Regions from separate parts of the Sus scrofa genome. Here region 2 is linked to region 1. Evidence: chromatin contacts called from public Hi-C data. All regions are on one chromosome and are shown on one strand. Each heading gives the region's core, a stretch centred on a gene start, on an enhancer-like site or on the middle of the called end of the contact. The rest is flanking DNA. Distances are from core to core; before and after follow the strand shown. Region 1 overlaps MACROD2 (O-acetyl-ADP-ribose deacetylase MACROD2). Region 2 holds the start of FLRT3 (leucine-rich repeat transmembrane protein FLRT3).

The links. A called contact is a pair of places that touch in the nucleus more often than the background predicts.
Region 2: a contact with region 1 is called in a Hi-C map of embryonic fibroblasts, with 4 times the contacts expected there. The contact joins the promoter of FLRT3 here to the enhancer-like site in region 1. A contact is called at or near these places in 9 of 47 Hi-C or Micro-C datasets (embryonic fibroblasts, fetal heart ventricle, fetal skeletal muscle and 4 more).

What each region holds. Positions count from the first base shown.
Region 1 is chr17:22,762,658-22,769,253 of Sscrofa11.1, reverse strand. All of the region lies in intron 3 of MACROD2 (O-acetyl-ADP-ribose deacetylase MACROD2), which reads right to left. Among named protein-coding and RNA genes, the nearest start is that of MACROD2, 130 kb to the right of the region's middle. Within about 2 kb of position 2,998, at least 11 of the 83 cell types and tissues checked have an H3K27ac peak or open chromatin away from gene starts, as enhancers often do. A contact at or near this core is called in embryonic fibroblasts, where this site is marked.
Region 2 is chr17:22,952,450-22,959,045 of Sscrofa11.1, reverse strand. It overlaps FLRT3 (leucine-rich repeat transmembrane protein FLRT3), which reads left to right and starts at 3,769. Exons shown (of 3, transcript XM_001926449.6): 1 at 3,769-4,846. All of the region lies in intron 3 of MACROD2 (O-acetyl-ADP-ribose deacetylase MACROD2), which reads right to left.

The sequences.
Region 1 (6,596 bases), core at 1,749-4,248:
CTTAAGAATATTACAGAGATTGAAATTGTAATTACAATTCAATTATCAGTTTATTCTCTCCCTGGCTAGACTGTAAGCATTCTGAGCATAGACATCAGGACCATGTCTTCCTGTGTCCAAGATCTTACCCCAGATCTGGACCAGGGAAATACACATGGGTAATGAATATTAGTTAAATGGATGAAAAAATGAATTGATCCATATGAAAGAGATGACAGATAAATAAATGAACAAAAACAGGTTAAGGAGAAGGTCAGACAGTCCTGAAAATATCCTGATTAAAAGCTAGAGGCTAACAGGTACGGCCACCAAAATATGGTCTATGAAAACCAATGACTGACAAATCCAAGTTTAGAATAAGGAAATGGATTCCTTATAAATAAATATGTAATGTATCCTTTGCACTTCCAGTCATCAATAATTTTTTTTTTTTTTTTTTTTGTCTTTTGTCTTTTTGTTGTTGTTGTTGTTGTTGTTGTTGCTATTTCTTGGGCCGCTCCCGCGGCATATGGAGGTTCCCAGGCTAGGGGTTGAATCGGAGCTGTAGCCACCGGCCTACGCCAGAGCCACAGCAACGCGGGATCCGAGCCGCGTCTGCAACCTACACCACAGCTCACAGCAACGCCGGATCGTTAACCCACTGAGCAAGGGCAAGGACCGAACCCGCAACCTCATGGTTCCTAGTCGGATTCGTTAACCACTGCGCCATGACGGGAACTCCCAGTCATCAATAATTTTTAAGTTTTGCTTTTTAGGATAAAAAAGTGTCTTTAACCTATACGCATTCCACATATTTAAGATACTGATACATTTCCAAGAGATAAGTAACGAACATGAAAAAAGTGGTAAATGCCTTATTTGGTATATGTTCATGCACATCCAGCCACGTACCAGAATTTTATCCCTAAAATTTCCTCAATAAATAAGTTTGAAAAAAAATAGAGATAGGAAAAAACTGTCATTTAAATCAACAGAGGGGAGAAAACCTTTGCCGAGCATGAGACCTGATAACTTTTTTTAGTTTGAAAAGAACCTAAATACAGAATTGAACTTGGCACAATCTTTCACACAGGCTTTTTTTTTTTTTTTCAGCTTTCTTGAGATAAAATTAACATACTGCATTTGGTTATTGATTTGGTAAACAAATATTTCAAAATGTTTACCAACATAGGATTAGCTAACATGTCCACCATGTCACATAATTACCATCTCTTTTTTGTGACTAGAACATTTAAAATCTACTCTCTTAGCAAATTATGACACCTTGTGTTGTTCATAAAACAATCTCGTCTAATTATTTTAATTTCTTCAATAATGTTTTCTTTGCTAACTTTTCCAGTAAAATTGAAATTTACACATGCAGTTCAAAAATCCTATATCTCTTATTCACTTTAGTGTGAAGCAAGGTTAATGCAGGATACTCATTCCATAGTGGCCTGAAGAGAGACTTTACACATCAAAGTATTTGTAAGAGCCAATCTATTATTGGCTGGATTAAATTAAATAAAATGGCCAGAAATGTATTCACAATGAAAAAAACCAGACTAGAATTTCTTACATTGTTTTCGTTTTTTTCCTTCAAGCAAGTGGTCACCAAGCAGGAATTCCACACATATTAGATGCTGTAATCATTTCCACATTAAACAGAATTATCACATCGCTATAAAATGCTGACCCTATTTAAGAATCCTGCTGGTTAGTGATTTCGTCATTTCATCAAGCATGTGAAGGCTGTTATCCTCAAGCTGAATGCTGCTACACAAAATGGTTATACAAACACTGTTTGCTTAAAGACACATCTAGAAAAAGAAGTCTCTTTGCCAAAATAATGTAAATCATTTCCCAAGAGGTTTCAAAAAGCAGCCTAGACTCCTGACAAACCCCTATAAGAGCAAAGAAATAAGTATCCTTTGGAGGAAAACTATAGAATAATTAATATACTGAAAATAATGCACATAACAAACTTCTAAAATAGGATCATGGAGTTCCCCTCGTGGCTCGGTGGTTAACAAATCCAACTAGGAACCATAAGTTTGTGGGTTTGATCCCTGGCCTCATTCAGTGGGTTAAGGATCCGGCTTTGCTGGGAGCTGTGGTGTAGGTCGCAGATGCGGCTCAGATCCCGTGTTGCTGTGGCTCTGGAGTAGGCTGGCAGCTACAGCTCTGATTAGACCCCTAGCTTGGGAACCGCCATATGCCATGGGTGCAGCCCTAGAACATACAAAAAAAAAAAAAAAAGAGAGAGAGAGAGAGAGAGAGAGAAGGAAATAAAATAACAAAATAAATAAAATAAAAATAAATAAATAAATAAATAAATAAAAACAGGATCATATAGCTATGCTAATAACTTCATTTTGGTGAGTTAGTTTTTTAAACTTCCCACTAATTACATTTGCTAAGATAATAACCAACAAGAGATGAATTCATTTTTTTAAAAAAGAATGATTAAAGGCATGAAAAGTTTTCCTAATTTACTATACAACACAGATTAGTGTGCCAGAGACACTGCCATATCAAACCTCTTATGTGTGCGTATGTGTGTATGTAGTTACTCACCCTAAGACTTTAAACCAATCTGGTTTTTTTTTCATAATTCATACGCAGAGACATTTCAAGTATGCCTTCTAATCCACAAATGAATATAAAGTGATCCTTTATAATCAGAGTCCCAGGCAATACTTATTCATAATTATAGGGCATTTTGGTTACAGAAAATATTAACATTCAGTAGGGGCTTATCTATCAAAACCTATGGGAATTTTGATGCAGCCCTGATTAATTCCAGATTCACGGGGAACTTGGCACAAAAGGCACTAAAATGCAAGACCTAAAAGCAGTGGCAAGTTTAACAAAATGCTGTTGATATCAAATTTTAAAAAGCCATCAATTTAGCGACCTCATACTGATTTCTTATTTAGCAAAATAATGAGTGTGGTGGCAGCATCATAATGCTTAACAACATCGAGCTCTTCTGGGGTGGCCAGGCACTCCGCTCACCAGCCAGCGGCTCTGGCTCCTTCGTTTACACGAGGACACCAGTGAGCCGGGAAGGATGGCATAACACAAAGAGAAAATAACTTGGGGGCTCCGGCAGTTGCCCAGGTGATGGTAAAGAGCCAGGATGAAAAACCTGTGGTCGCTAAGCAGCAGGGAAAGCCAGGGAGAGCCCCCGCCCCCTCAAGCCTCGCAGCAGCTGCAGGAAGCTCAGATTCGTGGACTCACAGCACACCCTGGTGACAAAAATGGGCTACCTCAGCCGGCCTGACTAAAGTCACTGAGGACCATCTAGTTGGGAGTAGAGTAAGCTACCTAACATTACCTCAGATCTTTCTGAGAAGAACCAAAATTACAATGCATAGACTTGTATTTTAAGGGGAAAAAAAAAACCAAAAGAGAGTATACATAAATCAAATGATAATGTTATTTTTAAAGCATCTGGCTTAGTCACTTCCCAGCAGTGACTAGATTGTTTGTCCCTTAATTTCACATTCAAGATTTTAAAAAGTACTCACCTTATTAGGGCAGCCATAAGAATTAAATAAAGACAGTATTCATAATATGTTTAGAACAGGACCTGGCACAAGGAAAGTACTATATGTATTCATTTAAAAAAATGAAAGCATAAAACCAATGTAGAGATAGATGCCTTTAAGTTGAAAAGGAATAATAATTTTAAGACCTGTAATGTATTAAGTGCTTCCTATGTACCATGAATATGCTCTTTACATAAATTCTCCCCTTTGTAACAGACCTCTGTTTTTCAGATGAGGGAAAGTGAATGAGTGTGAAGCCCAGAACAAACCTAGGTCTTTCTGACTCCAAAGCCTATGCTCTTAACCACCACCACAGAAAAAAAAATTGATTTTATTCATCTGTACCAATTTTATGGGTGAGGAAACTGTAGTGTCTTAGCCAAAGCCCTATGGTTAGCTAGTGGATAAATGAGGAATTAAGGTCTCTTAGCCTACTACAAGCAGATATCTCTTTTCTAAAGTACTAAATAGCTATTAAATTCTATTGCCACTAGGAACAGTCTCTTGAATCACCCAGGATCATGGTTTATCTAAAGATGTGCACGCTGCCCCTGATCACACACGCAAGCATATGGTATAATAAATTAGGCAGCAAGAAACTTTTCTCTTTGGGTGGTGGAAGGTAGAAAGGAAGGGTGTCCTGGATGATTCTGTAATATGATCAACTTGTTCATCACAATAAATACCAAGTCTAGTGCCAAAGCTGGTGATAAATTTCAACTTTGTTTTCCCAAAATAGAAGGGAAAACCCATAAGGTGGGTTGGGTAGGTACACAAGCCCACCAGCTGTCTCTCTTGGCCAGCGTCAGTGATGACCAGTTCAAAAACAAAAGAGATCTGTGGCAGGTGCATTCTCCCTGAGTATGCCCAAGCTTGACAGTGAAAGAGAAATCAGGTAGCTCCCCAACTGACAGGTGTTGGCTGGAGGTCACGTGGCAGCAATGAAACTGAGGTATAACACAAGCTCTATTCTACCTCTCTCTGCCGTGAAAAAAAGCTGATATTTTAACATTAAAGAAGAAAAGATGTGGGCTTAAATATTGAAAGTACAGGTGCATCACCAAGATGTGTAACAATCACAGTTCAGTGCCCTCATCCTTGCATAAAAATCAATCAATCTCTAGGTTGTATAAATAAAACTAAATCAAAGGTTGTGCCTAGAGTCAAGAGAAGAATACTGGTTTGGGAATTTTCTCAAAGCTGGATTCATTAGACATTTGTTTATACAATTAGTAAAAGAAAAAATACCTCTTCACATAAACACATTTATCACTTACACATCGTTCACAGCTATTATGACAGAAATGCTGATCTTTCCTTTAAAATAATCAATACATATTCATATTCTGAAGAGACATTCTATAAGGAAAACAAAGTTTACATAGCAATGGTCAAAATCCTAGTAAATGATTTCAATAGGATCATTTCACGGTATTTGTATTTCATTAAATCCCACCAAATTTAAGACTTTATCAACTACAGGAATTCTTCTTAGTAATCAAGCATCTTAGCATCTTTTAATATGCATACTCTAAAACTGTTGCAAAATACTTTCTTTATCAATTCATGGATTTGGTTAAATGTTGTATTTTGCATACTTTTTGTGGTACGTGTATCTCAGAATATAGATCCTGAACTTTACAGCAGTACTAAAAGGGTCTCAATTATACCGACAGTGTCTAAAACACAAAAAAATAATTAGTATGCCCTCTTACACCATCTTAAGAAATTGTTTACAAGTTTTATTTCCACATAAAATATCGAATTATGGGGAAGGAGTCCCCTAGTAACCTAACTCATGGGCATGTAACATGATATTTATATTCCCATGATATTTATATTAGCATACATGACTTCTGAGTACATGAAATTTTTTTAATAGAAAAAAAATGTTTTTTCTTTCTTTAAAGAGAAAGCAACGAAATTATCCAGCAAAGTTTCTCTTTCTGGTTATTCTTTCAAAACATAATATTTAATTATACGTAACTTCTGCTAGGGTGTGAATGTTTCTGTCCTCCCAAAATTCTTATGATAAAATCCTAACCCCCAAAGAAAATAGGGTTAGGAGGTGGGGCCTTTGGAAGGTGCTAAGGTCATGAGGGTGAAGCTGTCATAAATGGGATTCATGTTCTTATAGAACAGACTCCACAGAGATCCCTCTCCCTTTCCACCACGTGAGGACACAGTTAAGAAGGCACCAGCTATGAACCAGCAAGAGGACTCTCACCAAAACATAATCACACTAACACCGCAATCTTATGTTTCTGCGGTTTATAAACCAGTGGTATTTTGGAAGAGCAGCCCAAACAGACTAACACACCTTCAGAACAGAAGAACTAGTTCTGGTACCTAAAAAACATTATCTATTATCCCTGTCCTATGTTTGAAATGGGGGCTTTCTCTGTGTTATCTTCAACTCTTCTCACAGGAGAGGAAAGTGGCGCACTTACCCTCTGTCTACCAGTGCTCACGAGCTAGGAGGTACCCAACACTTGTTTATTGAGAAGAGAAGTGTCAATTTAAAAAAGAAAAATAACCATCATTGCTTACATGTCTATAAGCTTCATGGCAGGGCTGCCTGCTTGAGGCCTATGCTTAGAAGGGTCCCATGCTTGGTTAAATGCTTTGCTGTTGCCTCCCTGAAATCCTTAATAATTTATTTAAAGAAGCCATGTATTTTTTATTTTGCACTGAGTCCCATTAATTATGTTGCCAGTACTCTGTTCACACTACTCAACATGAACCTTCAGTATTAATCCATGTGGAGACATGGCTGTTTCAACTCCTCTCCAAAAATCTCAGGGTCTAAACTCAATACTTATGTATCGCAAAGCAGTTTATATGGATAAATATTTAATTTCCAAAATAACTCTATGTAACAGAGCTAACAACAAGTACTTTCCAATTTCTATTATTTTTCAAACAATGAAAAAAATTCATTTGAGGCAACTCTAGAACTATTCTTATCTATATCTCCTTTCATCTCCCTCTTTGTCCCTTTCTAAATATAATGATTTTGTGGCTGCACTGTACCTAGAATAATGACAATATCCTATTTTACTA
Region 2 (6,596 bases), core at 2,520-5,019, 190 kb before region 1:
CCAAATCCTCCCAAAATGAGTTAATCTCCTGCATCCATTCCTTCCTTCTCAAATTAATAGTGTCCACTTGTCCCAAGGACCATATCCTCTCCTCCATTCTCAGCCATGTATCTGAGTGGGGTTGACCCTACCAACAGCTCTCAGCTCTTACAGGGGGCTTAAGTTCACCAAATATCACCCCCCTAACCCCTGCGTCCATCTTCCTGTAACAGGTTCAGGAATAAACTATGACCAAGTTTAAAAAAATGAGAAAGAGTGACTCATACATCTGAGCATGTGCAGGGCTTCTGGAGGTGATCTCTCTTCCTTGAAAGCTGCAATAAGAGAATGTAATATGTGGAACTGTCACTGCCTAAGGGGAAAGCCTGGAGCTGCCAAGGATCTGCTGTATATGGCCTGGGGAGGATGCCAACACTGAAAAAGGCAGAGCCAGAGAAAAACTATATTCCTGTTGACACATTTTAAGCCACTGTATCAAGCTTTACCTGAAGCCAGTCATACATTTGACCATCTCAGTTACATGAACCAGTAGATTTCAACTGTTGATCAAATAGTAAGGCTTGAACTTCCAATCATTTACAACCAAAAAAATCTCAACTGATAACATTTAACATACCAAAAGCTTGAGCTGATTTTGTTTGCTTTTCACACAACTTTGAAGGCTTTATTCTCATGAAGAAAAATCATTAAGAATGTTTCTTTCTAAGACCTAAAAGCATTTTAATACATTCTAAGATCTGGTGATCATCTAGTCCTCTACTAGCTTCCTTTACAAGGAAACATAATGACTGTGCACAGTGAAGAAATGAATGAATGAAGTAGCTTAAGTCTACATGTTGGAAGGCTGGAATGAAACTGTTCCTTTCACCTGGGAGTTGCTTATAAATAATGTTTGGTTGCTGCTGTTGTTTTCACTTGGACACAAGGAAATAACAGAGCCTGGGAAACCTGATTCCAAATCCAGCTCCACTCCCTACCCCCCCATCCCCCACCCCCACTCCAGTCCTCTATCAGGGAACATTTCATACCCTCTCACAAAAACAGAACACAAAGTCCTTCAATAAACTTTATGATGGAGCATGATAATGTGAGAAAATAGAATGTGTACATGTATGTGTAACTGGGTCACCATGCTGTATAGTAGGAAAAAAAACTCATATTGGGGAAATAACTATTAAAAAAAAAAAAAGAAAAAAAAGAAAATTCATGTTAAAAAAAAAAAAAAAAAAAACAAAGTCCTTCAATAAGACCAGTTTAGGCAGTCCTAGAATTTTAAAACTGTAATCTGCTAATAGTGTTCACTTTCAAGCCAGTTGTTTACAATCTGAAACGCAGTTTCTGTTGTACAGTGTTAGAGTCACAGGCTAGCCCACAAAACAGAACAAAATACAAAAAAAAAAAAAAAAAAAAGATAAATGCCTTTTCAATCTGAAACAATCAACTAAATTCTAATTCTGGAAATACAGGACCATGAAATCCATGAAGACAACAGAAAAAAAAAAAATCAACAAAAAAATCTTATTCGCCCACCTCTTTTGTCAGGAACTACTTCAAAGGGAAATTTTGAAGAGTGTGAAAAAAATCTGTCATTGGTCTTCTCTGACCTCCCTCTGTGCATACTTCTACCACTTCTTAATGTCCCTTTTTCCAGGTCCTCAGATGCCCTCACCTTAATAGTGGCAGTTACCTTTCATTTGGTACTTACTACAAGTCAGGCACTGGGCTAATGATTTCAGAAGATTTAGTAGAGATCAGCCTTGTGGATGACAATGGGGCTGGGGGAGAGAGCAGGATGGACTGGGAGTTTGGGGTTAGTAGATGCAATGTTTGCTTACATTTAGAATGGATAAGCAATAAGGTCCTGCTGTATAGCCCATGGAACTATACCCATGTGGCCCTTGGGATGGAGCATGATGGAAGATAATATGAGAACATAATATAAGAAAGGGAATATATATAAATGAGATGGGTCACTTTGCTGTATAGCAGAAATTGACACAACACTATAAATTAACTATACTGAAAGAAAGAGAGAAAGAAAGAAAAGAAAGAAAGAAAGAAAGAAAGAAAGAAAGAAAGAAAGAAAGAAAAAAGAAAGCAAGCAAGCAAGCAAGCACAGCAAAGCGAAGAAAGATTAAGTAATTTGTGGTAAAGCCAAGATGGAGCTCAGGTATGCTAGACATATCTATGAAAGACATGCTTTTAAACATTAGACTACAAGGGTTCATCCACTCTGAGCTGAGTTTTCTCTTCCATGAGAATCAGCCCCTCCCTTCCTATCACAGCTTGAAGGGCTTCTCACTGAAAACTGCCTGCCTTCCTTCCCCTACAACCAGGACAGCCATCCCCCTTAGTTTAGTTAATCTCTCTTAGGTAACAGAGGAGAAAGCAATCTGAATTAATTCAGGATAATGCAAATCTTTCCAGAGGCAGTACATTTTATTTCAAAAAGGGTATATGTTATCATAAATTCACCTCCAATTGGCAGAATTTCATACAGCCAATAAGAGCAAGAAATTAAAAAAAAAAAAGAAAGAAAAAGAAAAAGAACAGAAACAAAACCCAAAAACAAATGGAAGCAGCCAAAGAGTCTATATTTTTGGACAGGGTAGGATGATGAGAGCTATCTCAAGAGGTTGCCTCCAAAGTTAGTGCCTCTGGTACAGATTACATTTTTCATAATCTCTTGTCTTCTACACGTTAATCCACATCTTTTAAAAAAAGGAATGATACATAATTGGTATTCAATAAATTCCTGCTGCCTTTATTTGCCATGTGGTGAAACTAAAGCCCAGAGCAGATAATATGAAATCATATACCTAATGGCAGGCTAGGGACTGGAAACCTCAGAACTCCTAATTCCCAGGCCAATATACCTTCGTGTAGATACTAACAACCAAAACTGTCCATTTATCTTTCTTTTCTGTTTACAGTCTGCCTGAATGGAGACAAGAGTGATTAAGTATGGATATAAACCCATAGGAATTTGGCCAGGCAAAAAAGTCCTTTTAAATATAATCAACTCCCAACTGAAAATAGCGTCTAGAAAGAATTATTTCATAAAATAATTTAATCCATGTATTTACTTTGCAGTTGCAAAAGAAAAATCCACCCTTTACTGAGAGATTATCTGTTATCCCCATCTCCTTTTCCTCCAGAAATCCAGCAGCTGCATCTCAGTTCAACTTTTGCTAGCTAACATTTCTAAGAAATTGGCTTTTCAACATATATTAGAATTCCAAAACTCCTGTATTTAATGGGTCTGCCCTCAAAGGCCAGTACAAGTGCAATCATGAAACAATAGGGGTCAATATACCTCTTATCAAGAGTTCACCTTCTACTTTGATATCACTCATTCTTGGCTAGGAACTCAGAAGGTCAAACTGCTATCAAAGAAACATGTAAATAGATAAACTAAATGAAGCTAATGAAGAGACCAATCGAATACTCCTGGGAAAGACAATTAGCTGGCCTCCTTGAGAAACAAACACAGACAGAATCTTCAAAAAAGCACAAAGAAGAATGCTGTGAACCTCTAAGAATAAAACAAATAATATTAGTTTAAGGAAATTGCCCTCATGATAAATATAAAAGCAATGTTCTTCCCAACAACATTAAAGAGTGAAATGAATGCATTTAATGGAAAACTTATGGGTCCAATGCAATTGTTGACCAAATAGCAGAAACCAGTCTATGAACATCATAACGGAAAATATGTCTATAATTCTGCTAATTATACATAGAAATTCATGTCTCTGCTCTGCTCTGTCCAGTGTTTATTCATGTACCTAAATTAAAATAAAACAATTTAAATACAGGCAACACTACCCCTGAAAGGTTTCTTTCTTCTTAAGATGTTTGTACCTTAACTCATGTTCAGAGTAGCAAAAACGTATCAGAAAGGGAAATATTCAACTTTTCAAAAACTTTTTACTTTAGGGAAGGTTCCCTAAATATGAAAGACCTAGTATCTACTAAGTTCTAAAGAAGATAGACAAATAGTGGAGTATACGAAAAACACTTTCACTTCCTAAAACATATACATAAAAAACAATAACTTATTACCTCCAGAGGAAAGCAAAAACAAAAACTGGTTACTTTTTTTTTAACCTTTTAGCATTCTTGTTTCCTTCCCTTAAATAAATCTGTTATGTATATGTACCTGCTTTTTATTCATTTCTCAAATAACTATTCACCATCGGAGTTACTAGCCTTCATAATTATAGCGTTACTGTAACTAATCAAAAATGAAAATAACATAATTTTGCTTAACTTCCTTTTAATGCTAATGGCTTAAAAAGAAAAAGAACTTGTGTTTTTCTATTGTCAGCTTATAAATACCCTTCTAACATTCTTGTATTTTTTATAAGCTTGCTACCACTACCCTGCTGTAGTAAACTTATAGAAAATGTTGCGATTTCAAAGGGCTACCTCCAAACCAAATGGCATCCTAGCTTTGGCAGGCTGGGCGCCTCATTTTGGCTGCTCTCACTCCCTCTAGCGTTCGCAAAGCTCTTCCGTCTGATCTTCCAGTTACCTCACTGAACGGAGCTGGGCTAAGTCCTGCCCATCTATGACATCACCCCCTTCTTCAACCACTGCGAGGTGAAGCTTTAACTTCAGACTTGAAGGTGGGCTGTGCAGTAAACTGGAATGCTGTCCCTCGCTGGCTTCTCGGTGGAGAAGTGATCCTAACAGGACCAGCTCAGCCTGCAGCTGCCGCGGGCTTTGTGAGGACTGGACTTGGAGCTGGGAGAGGGGGGAGGGTTATCACTCCAGTTCACAAGCAGTGGAATTACAGCTATAGCCGCAGAATATATGGGATTGCTTTTTTCTCGTCTTCCTGGTAAGTGTTTCCCGTGTTTTTCCTTATGATTGTCCCAGAAAGTTTACTTGGTTTTACTCTCTAGAAAGAAATGGCTTGGTATCTTGAGGCATCTGAATACCAAGCTCTGCGCTGTCACCAGGACAAGCAGTGTATGTGCGTGCAAGCCAGCAAGGAAAAATTTGACTGTTACAGCCAAATGCAAGAAGTTTCTTGAAACCATTCTTTCATTAAAAACAACAACAACAACAACACGAAACTAATAATCAGTGGCTATTTTCTGTCTCGTGTAGTTGATATTTAAAAAGAGCCTCATGGAAAACATTAAGTTGGAAAGTTGAATGTTAAATATTAAAGAATACGAGGCAGATTTTTTTTTTTCCAGAGAGGAAAGCGAGAGGTCTTGCTAAGTTGGTGTGTACTGTATGTGTGGCATGATCACCAATTGCTGTTTTTACAACTGTGAAAGAAAATCAATAATCCCTCAGCCCAGCCTGGGAGTACATGAAAAGCATACGTCTTGCTCTCAGCTAGCCCAACCGCTCCTGGAGACTTCTGTGCGGCTGGAAGGATTAACAGCTACACCTAGATTTTAGAGCTTGCACTGCTTTCCTGCCGGAGCTGCTTCCAGCCTCTGAGGCTTGCAAATCTCAACTAGTGAATTCAACTCAGAGGAGGGGGAGAATGTCTTACAAACTGTGTCCCCTCTCCCGCAGAAAGCCAAAATCCATCGCTTGGGCAAATGTAGTATGTGACCAGCATAGTAATTGGCAAAGTCTACTCAGAAAAACTAACAAAGCTCAGCCGAGAAGCTGCATCTGATGTATGCAGGGATTTTGGGGTGGGGTGGGGGGAGGAATGAGTGGAGCCCTTATCAAGTGGGATATGCAGAGTATCCATTCATTTGCAACTTATAATAGGAAAATCTTATCTTGAAAGAACTACTTTTGTAAAACAAAGCTTTCAAAAATTAAATGTATCTTCTCCAAAAATTTTTTTCCATGAATTAGGGCTGAAACAAAATGGTTGCATAGAGGTAAAGCGTGCAACAGGCCTATATCTTCCCAACATCTGGGGGTCTGATTGTTATTTATTTCTTGAGAACTTAAAAGAAAAAAAAGCCTTGATATTTGCCAATTATGAAACCAAATTCTCTAATGGTTTTAACAATTAGCTTTTTAAATTTTTCTGAAACATCTATCTGCTCTAAAATGCACACGTATGTTAGTAGGAAACGACATGAATAAAGCCACCAGAAAAGTGCTTCAGCTGGAGCAGTGCCTTTCATTTATCCCCTGCCACATAGGAATATCCTGACCAGCATAAACCTAAAGAATGAATTTGTCTGTTTTCAGGCTACTCATGCCTGCCCCAAAGTGACAGATGACTGATATCCATTTCCCTTGAAATGAGTAAAGAAAGAAATGTCTTTTAAAAGTACCACAAAACATGAATATTACTGCTACTACCAACATTAATATTAATATGCCAGGTTTTAATCTCTAAGAAGATTAAATCAGAGATATGCCACCTAGTTTGTAGATATATGTGTATATATTCACAGCATGTACATACATACATACACACACATATTTATTAGCCTGAAATAAAAAACAAGGTTATAAAAACATGATTGCATGAATTTAAGTAGAAAAATCACATCTAATTTCTTTCTAAAATAGAGCAGTACCAAAAATATATCAAGTCCAGTGATCAGCAGAGATTACTGAATGAATAAACACAATGAATTCATTAATATCACGCTGCTGTA